2 separate regions of the Mus musculus genome follow, and region 2 is linked to region 1. The links are chromatin contacts, called in public Hi-C maps. All regions are on one chromosome and are shown on one strand. The core of a region is the stretch at or near the end of the contact, and the rest is flanking DNA. Distances in the headings are between cores, read along the strand shown.

What was found. Hi-C and Micro-C count contacts between places; a contact is called where the count stands out from the background.
Region 2: a Hi-C map of the G1E-ER4 cell line shows a contact between it and region 1, with 2.2 times the contacts expected there. The contact joins two enhancer-like sites. A contact is called at or near these places in 2 of 15 datasets of contacts at CTCF or cohesin (the G1E-ER4 cell line and large pre-B cells), 6 of 484 Hi-C or Micro-C datasets (the G1E-ER4 cell line, the HL-1 cell line, myocytes and 2 more) and 2 of 115 datasets of contacts at active chromatin or transcription factors (CD8 T cells and effector CD8 T cells).

Annotation. Positions count from the first base shown.
Region 1 is chr10:39,225,576-39,229,904 of GRCm38.p6, reverse strand. No RefSeq gene overlaps it. Among named protein-coding and RNA genes, the nearest start is that of Gm31562, 17 kb to the left of the region's middle. Within about 2 kb of position 1,619, at least 64 of the 459 cell types and tissues checked have an H3K27ac peak or open chromatin away from gene starts, as enhancers often do. A contact at or near this core is called in the G1E-ER4 cell line, where this site is marked.
Region 2 is chr10:39,322,231-39,326,430 of GRCm38.p6, reverse strand. No RefSeq gene overlaps it. Among named protein-coding and RNA genes, the nearest start is that of Gm31616, 45 kb to the left of the region's middle. Within about 2 kb of position 1,925, at least 14 of the 459 cell types and tissues checked have an H3K27ac peak or open chromatin away from gene starts, as enhancers often do. A contact at or near this core is called in the G1E-ER4 cell line, where this site is marked.

The DNA of each region.
Region 1 (4,329 bases), core at 370-2,869:
TCTTTTTATCTCCTTCCTTAGTATCTTTCTGATGAGTTGACTCGAAGCACAGCTGTTTTGTTCCTTTAGATTCTCGAAACCCCTCATTTAATTCATATTGCATCCTTATATTTTGCATAGTTGAGAAAGTATATATTTTTAAATTCATGGTTTTAGAGTTCTTTTCCATGGCTTGCAGGACTGTCCAGAAAGTCCTAGTGTTTGCCATTTTGCTGAGCCATAGCCACACAGCACTCCTGGACATCTGCTGTGCATGGAGTCACTAACATTAGCAGGGAGGACATGCCTGGAGGGAGGAACAAGAAAATATGTACATTATTATAAGAGCAAGCCTTATGCCCACCACAGCCATTGACACTCATGGAGGCCCATGCCTTGTTGGCCCTGTCCTAGGGACAAGAACCACGTCATTCCACCCCCACTAAGGGCACAGGATTCTGTCTATTTTGTGTACACACATGGGGGGGGGCAAGGGGGAGAGGAATTATTTTAATGAAACAGTTGTTGTGGTTATTTTAATGATAGGAACCTAACAGTGCAAATCTGTTGGGCAGATAGCAAGCTGGAAACCCAGGCGGGGTCTGACCGGATGAACTCCGCCCAAAATTATTGTTGTAAGCCTTCACCTTCAATGGCCTTTCTCCCTTCCCAAGTTTAACAGGTCTACACATTAACCTTCAAAGAAACACTTAGATTAGTATCCAAGTAAATAGCAGTGGTATAATCTACTAGAGTTGACATAGCCGACTATCACTATGCAATTTCTAGTGGAGTCGTACAGAGTACAAACAAGTTCTGGTGTGTCTGAAGGCAGCTACAGTGTACTCATATAAATGAAATAAATCTTAAAAAAAAAACCACAAGAGAGAGAGGGAGGGAGAAGGGGGAGAGAGAGAGAAGAAGAAGGAGGAGGAGGAGGAGGAGGAGGAGGAGGAGGAGGAGGAGGAGGAGAAGAAGAAGAAGAAGAAGAAGAAGAAGAAGAAGAAGAAGAAGAAGAAGAAGAAGAAGAAGAAGAAGAAGAAGAAGAAGAAGATTGTCACTGGTACAAGGCTCTGGAAATGTTTGCATATAAAGACTGGGACAGGGGTGGGGGTGGAGGTGGCGTGGTAGAGAGGAAAGAGGGCTTGAAAATCCTAAGTCACTGTTGTATGTGGCTGAACTGAGATAAATTTTAAGGGGCTCAAAATTAGAAAAGAAGTTTGCTGTTGCTCAGACAATAGACAAGAACTAATACTACAGTCTGGAACTGTGAGAATGAAGTCAAAAGCGACCTAATAAGGCTAAGTAGATACTCCAGTGGCAGAGAGACAGTTCTTGACAGATTTTTTTTTTCCTCAGATGATAAAAGAATAATTTTTGTCTGGAAGTTGGTTGATTAAAAAAAAAAAAAGGTGGGGGAGATAAAACCCTTTTAGGAAATAAAGACACACACAAACACACACACAGAGTCATGTGTTTGGAAAACAAAACAGCTTACAGCAGATATGCAGATATTGCTGCAAAACAATTGGAATTAGCATTGCTGAGACATTCCCAAGCCTGAGGAGTCTCCCCATTAGCCTTCTGTGCATCTAGGCAAGGAGGCATCATTACACAAATTACAAGCCTGGAGAAGGGGCTTTTCACGGGGTGAACTTGCGAGAACAGTTAAACCAAAAGCAATTTTGCCTGACTGCAATTTACTCTATTCCCTCCGCTGCCGTTGAAGATATTTATGCTTGAGCAGAATTCTCACTCCCAATCTGATTTCTCCTTTTTCTCAATCCAGCCATGAAGTCATCCAGTTCTCTGTTTGGGACAATATGATTTGCTGCCATGGAAACAATTAAGATATCATAAATTTATCTTGCCCCTCGAGATCAAAGAGGAAAAGCAATAATACTAACATTTTTTTGCAGTTCAATAATGCCGTTCACCCAGCATCTCTGCTTAGTAAAGAGCATCGATCCGCAGATGGAGAAAAATGAAGGGGCACGCACGCTCCCGCTGGCTCATAGACAGGGTCGAGGATGTCCAGAGAGTTCCAATCCCCACCCAGCGCGGCTGTTCAGGAGTCAGCTCTCAGTTTCTATCTTTGTGAATGACAATGAAGAGCTGGCCCGGCTCAGCGCCAGCACTTCACCAGCTGTTCTTCATTACAAGAGTATTTGGTGGAACCTGGTTTGATAAAAACAGACAAACAAAAGCCCTTGGCGACTGTCACAGGGTGAAAATATTTATAGAGGGGAGGAAAAGAGGTCTGGTTGGAGAGCATTAACGCGCAGGCTTTCCTGCCCAGCTCGCTCCTCCAGTGCCCCTCCAAGTTCATTCTCTGGGCTCCCAGCCATGGGCCAATCGCTCTAGAAGCTAATGGCCCTTACTTAATGAGCCTCTCACTTGTACAGACCCTTCCCCCCAGGATCTAGGAGAGACCTTAGTGATGTGTTCATTTGAATAGAATAAAAATATTATTTTTTTTGTACTCTAGTTTCCTCTTGTGTTAAAGGATTCTGGAGCTTTGAGGGGAGCCTGCTGTGGGAAGATGAGTTAGGGAGGAATTTGGGTTAGGTAGTGTATTAAACTTAAATTATTTTCAGTTGTTTCTCAGTGTTAGTGGCTCTCAGGAATATTGTTAATGCCCACTACCTGCTGACTCCTCACTCCGTGAGTGGTGAGAAATTTGAGTGTGCCTTGGGTAGGAGTCATTGGAACAAGACACTGCAAGCTTTCCTTGTGAGTGGGATGTACAGGGTGCAATAATGCGTCTTTTACTTTGAGGCAGATGGATGCCTTAGCTCTTCCTGGACCACACTGACCACCTACAGCTGATTATGATGAGAAAGCTCCTAAATCTCCACTGAGTTTGTTTCCTGTCTTAGTACCCTTGGCCTTGGACTTAAGTATGAGGTACAGTTTCGGGGGCTTCTCTATGCCCATGGCTACTGCCCAAGAAGCCAGTTTGCACCTATAGGTGCCTAGTTTACATCTGAAGTCAATTTAATATCCATTGATTCAATGGCTCCCCTCTGAGTGACACTGGTATAACACAGATCACCTTCATTATTAGCTGCAGTTCTTGTTCCCTTGCTCTAACAAGAGGCTAATGATGATGCTTTGATGATGCAGTTAGTTCAAAGACTGGCAGCTGTGACTGGGTAGCCACCTTTGCCCCAGTGACGGTGTGCACTTTCTACAATGTCACATGTGCTTTCTCTTAAGGACTCAGCTTCTCTTTCAGTCAAGTTTCCATGTCGACAAACTGGCTCATGCCTAGAAATTTGGCAAGGACATTTGGTTGTAATTTATTTTTGTTAACAACTGTGATGGCAGATTTTGGTTGTCAACTTGACTGCATCTGGAATTAATTAAAACTTAAATGACTGGGCACACCTGTGAGAGACTTGTTTGTTAGAAGACCCTTTTCTGATGCAGATCTTTGGGGTGAGAAGATGTACTTTACTCAGGACCACAGCTTCTGCTGGTAGTCTATACAAAGGACATGGAAGAAGAAAGCTTGCTCTGTTTGCTTACATGCTTTCACACTCTCTGGCAAGTCCATTCCTTCCCTGGCATTACAGCATACTTCTTCAGGATTCTGGCGTATACTAAAGACCAGCTGAGACATCCAAGCCTCATGGACTGGACAACTACTAAATCTTGGACCTTACATATCAGTGTAAGATGGCCATTGTTGGACTAGCTGGACCACAGGCTGTAAACCATTCTAATAAATCTCCCTTATATATAATATAAAAATAATAAATATATATTTGTTCTATAAGCTTTGTTCCTCTAGAGAACCCTTATATACCATCTGAGTAGCATCCTTGCTGGACAGCCATATTTTAGCCTAGGGAAACTATTTGTTAATAGTGGAGAGCGTTTCCTTTGAGAGGGCTCATAATAATCCAGTAATCCAAAATCTTTCTCTAGGACTAGATAACTTCGCAGGTAAATTCAGCCACAGGTATCTCTTGGGAATTGCCCTTGTAGATCCCATCCTAACATTTCCCCTAAGCAGCAAGACACAAGCTCTGGAGACAGACAGTAGAGGCTCTACCACATACTATCTAGGCACCATTTAACAAGTTACTTAATATCTTTGGGACTCATTTTTTTTTTTAAAGCTGCAATCTGGGTATAGTCCAGTACTCCTTTGGCAGTTGTAATGAGTTCAGGTATATAAAGCATTTATAATAATGCCAGTACACTTTGGCATCATTACCTGTGATGGTTTGTATATGTTGACCTAGGAAGTGGCACTATTAGGAGGTGTAGCCTTGTTGGAATAGGTGTGTCACTGTGGGTGTGGGCTTTAAGACCCTCCTCCTAGCTGCCTGGAAGCCAGAA
Region 2 (4,200 bases), core at 676-3,175, 96 kb before region 1:
AGAAATACCAAATCATAAGGAAATTACAGCACAATAAGTATTTTAATCACTTTTTATTGCTTGCAATCAACTTGACAAATAAAAAAAATTACTGGAGTATTATTTCTTAAAGCATCCGGTAATTAGGTCTCTTGTTTCCCATCTTCCTGGAACCCAGTGAGCTTTGCAGGACATGCTGCTGAAGTCTAAAGTAACAGGCATAAGAGCTGCCTCGTCTCTGCACAAACGTGAATTTCTTTATTAAGAAACCTTTTTAAAAATCTTTCAGGGACTGGAGTCGTAGCTCAGTGATAAACTGCAAGGGTAGCTCTTGCAGAAGAGCAGAGTTTGATTCCCAGCACCCGCCAGAGGCAGTCACAACCACCTGTAACTCCAGCTGAGGGGACCCGCCGACAACTCTCACCTCTTCCCTTGGACAGCTGTGCTCACCTGTGCACACTCTCACACAGGCACACATCCAAATACAGAAATAAAAATAACACAAACAAATTTAAAAAATGAAAGCCTTCCTGCTGTGTGTGGTGGTACATGCCTGGAATCCCAGCACTCAGGAGGATTATCAGTTTGAGACTAGCATAGGCTACCCAGAAAAATCATATCTCAAAACAAAAACAAAACAACAGACAAACAAACAAACTCAAACATGGGCCAGCAAATGATTCAGAAGGTAAGTCATGCAAGTCTGATGACCTGAGTGAGGGGCGGGGGGAGTGACAGCAAAAGTTCCTTCTAATTAGCACGTGTGTATACACACACACACACACACACAAATACATGCTCACATATATATACATCCTCACACACACACAAATGCTCACACACTCACAAACATACACACATTCATACATTTATACACACTCACACATATACACACGCTCACACACATATACACATTCACACACACACTCACAAATGTATACACACTCATATATATATATATATATACATATACATATACATATACATATATATATATACACACACACACTCACACACATTCATACATTCACACACACACTCACAAACATATACACACTCACATGTATATACACACTCACACACATACACACATTCACACACACACTCACAAACATATACACTCACACATATACACTCATTCATTCATATACATACTCACACATGTATACACACACTCACAAACACACACACTCATACATATATACACACTCACACATACACACACACTCACAAACATACACACACATATATACACACACTCATACACATACACTCATATTCACACACATACATACACACCTGGACACACACTCTTAAGTACATAGATACAACCTGAAACTTCTAAAGCTTTTATCAGTGTTCCTTTGGGAATCTTATATTTTGAATAATAGCATATCTGTGTGCGGTGGTATGTACATGCAATACCAGCATTCTGGAGGCAGAGGCAAGAGGATTACCACAAATTCAAGATCAGCCTGGTCTGTATACCAAGTACCAGGCCAATTAGGGCATCATAATGAGACTGTCTCAACTAATAAAATAGATAGATAGATAGACAGACAGACAGGTAAAAACAGTATAATTGCAGGCCCCTGAAAGGTGTTTCTTGGCAGCACTCTCCTGCCCACCTCTGATCTTCCTGAGAAATCCACAGAGGGTAGTCTCTTCTCTCTGGGCATGTGCCCCAAACTTCCCTCTCTTTCCTGCATCCCTGTTACATCTCCTTCTTCCCTTTTTATTTTCTTTGTATCTTAAAAAGACAGATTTAGATATTCAAAAAAAGAATGATTATTATCTGGGAGGACATTGTCTCATCATCCTTTCCAAGGTGGAAGAGAACACATTATTTTTAGTTTCTTAGACAGACATTCCTAACAGGATAGTGAAATTATCTGTCATCTGTGACATCAGACTTTAGGGAGGTCTGCGGTCACACAGTAATTTGAAAGTTGCAGTTGGAATCTGATGAAATCACAGGGGGTGTTGCAAGAGACACCCTTGCAGAAATTTCAAAGTGATCTGAAGGCTGCTTAGTTAATGTATTGGCTTAAATATATTTTCTGTGTACTTCTTGCAAAGTCTAATTAGCATGCATGTTCTGTCACACTGTAGGTATTGTCGGTGGCTTTTTATAAATAAGCACTTGCTTCCTAATGACTCCATGAAACTGAATGCCAGCCACATATGTGCTCACCTTTAATCATGGTGCAGCTCTGCCAAAGACTTAATTACAAAGGAAAGGTGGGATCCTTTCCCGCTGGCTTTACACGCCTCCATCAGGCGTGTTGCATTGTGGGACATTAGGACGTCACTGTGTTTATCTCAATGCCAACAATACTTGCTTTCATGTACATTATATTCGTTGATTATTTCTATCTTTAGTGAGCAAGATCTATATCAGGTACTGTTCTGGAGTCTGAAGATAGGGAGAAATACCAGAAGACAGTTCACCCAATGTTTGCAGTCTGGATCTAACTAACCACCACTCTTAAGTTGAAGCACTCCAAGTGAGCCGCGTAGAGTAAGGGGGCCTGGCCAGGGATTTTTGGGAACAAATTTATTGGTGTAAAACCTCTATGTAACACTGTCAGCAATTTCATGATGTTATGAGTTATAAAAACCAGAAATGTATTTAAGAAGGAAAAAATACCTGGACTCTTCTCAATTAGGATAAAGTAACTATTATAGATATGTTGCCTGAAGGCAGTGTCTTAAAAGTTTAGTTTCCAGCATTTGGTCCTACTGGGTGACAGTAGACCATTTTAAGAGACGTGGCCCATTGGGAGGGTAGTTAAATCACATAGGGTATGTCCTTAAAGGGAATACTGGGACTGGATACCAAGAAAAGAGCAGCTACCTCCACCATGCACTTTGACATATGAGTCTCTCTCCCCTCAGGCCCCAAAATAAGGAACCATTTGGATCATGAGCCAAAAAAACCCTTCCCTCCTAAAGTTGATTTGCCTTAGTGTTTGTCACAGTAGCAGGAAGCTCACACAACAGCGCTCTGCAAAGTGCTTTATGAACTCATCAATGCTGCAAGACATAGGAGCTTCTGTTTGTATAGTTGACCATCAGTTAGATGCTCTGCATATAGTGGACCACCAGTGAGATGCTCTGTGTATAATGGACCATCAGTGAGATGCTCTGCATATAGTGGACCACCAGTGAGATGTTCTATGTATAATGGACCAGTAGTGAGATTCTCTGTGTATAGTTTACCAGAAGTGAGGTGTTTCGATAGGAATGAATTCTTCTGATTTGAAACTTAATGTTTTCAGAAATCAGTGCAGGATCTGTGATTCTGGAAGGAGACATGGATGAAAGTGCAAACGGCATGTGATGGTGGTAAGGCACAGCCCTGCCCCTCCTTTCCTCCTGGCCAATTCTGGTCTTCGCCCTATATATTATCCTCAGAGAGACTCTTCAAAGGACAACTCCATTTACTTACCTCAAACCATCACAGTCAAACTGACATTGCAATTCTATAGTATTTGGTTTCAATAAGACAAAAATAAACACAAATTACATCCACTTAACTTTATTTTAAATCATCTGCTGGGATTCTAGTCTCCTTCTAGAAACATAATTGTGTATCAGTTAACAATCCAGCATAAGAAGATTATAGGTATAATTTAGGGTGGAAAATGACTAGGGAACATTTTCTATAATTGTAAATTGAAATGAACTCTTTAGAAACAGCTAAATGACTTTTGGCAATGCTAAATCCTAGCCAAACCAACTAAAGATGGTTGTTGAGACATCTAGCTCCCTAGATTAGTCTTTGCTACATACTAGGAGGCTAATAAGGTTTCAGTCGTCTTTCTTTTGCTTCTTTTAGCTTGTCTATCTCCCCTACTCTTACATTTTTGCGGATGTCTGTCTTGTTTCAGTCAGGATCTAGATCTGGCTGTGGTGGACAGACATCCAAAACAGCAGAGGCTTAAATAATGAGAAGAGTTTGATTTTTTTCCATAATTGAGTTCAAGATGTCTGAAGGAATCTATTTTACTGAATCATCAGAGCACTTGGCTGCCTGCCTTTTCCATTCCACAGTGGGGAAGAGCCTGCCTTTCTTCAAGACCACAGTCTGAAGGTGGCATGTGTTACAACTGCTCATAAACATCCCATCAATGATAATGTCACATGTCACACCCAGCTGGAAGGGAGCTAACAATTTTCGTTTCTCTTTTGGTTGGCTGTGTGCTCCCAGCTGACTGG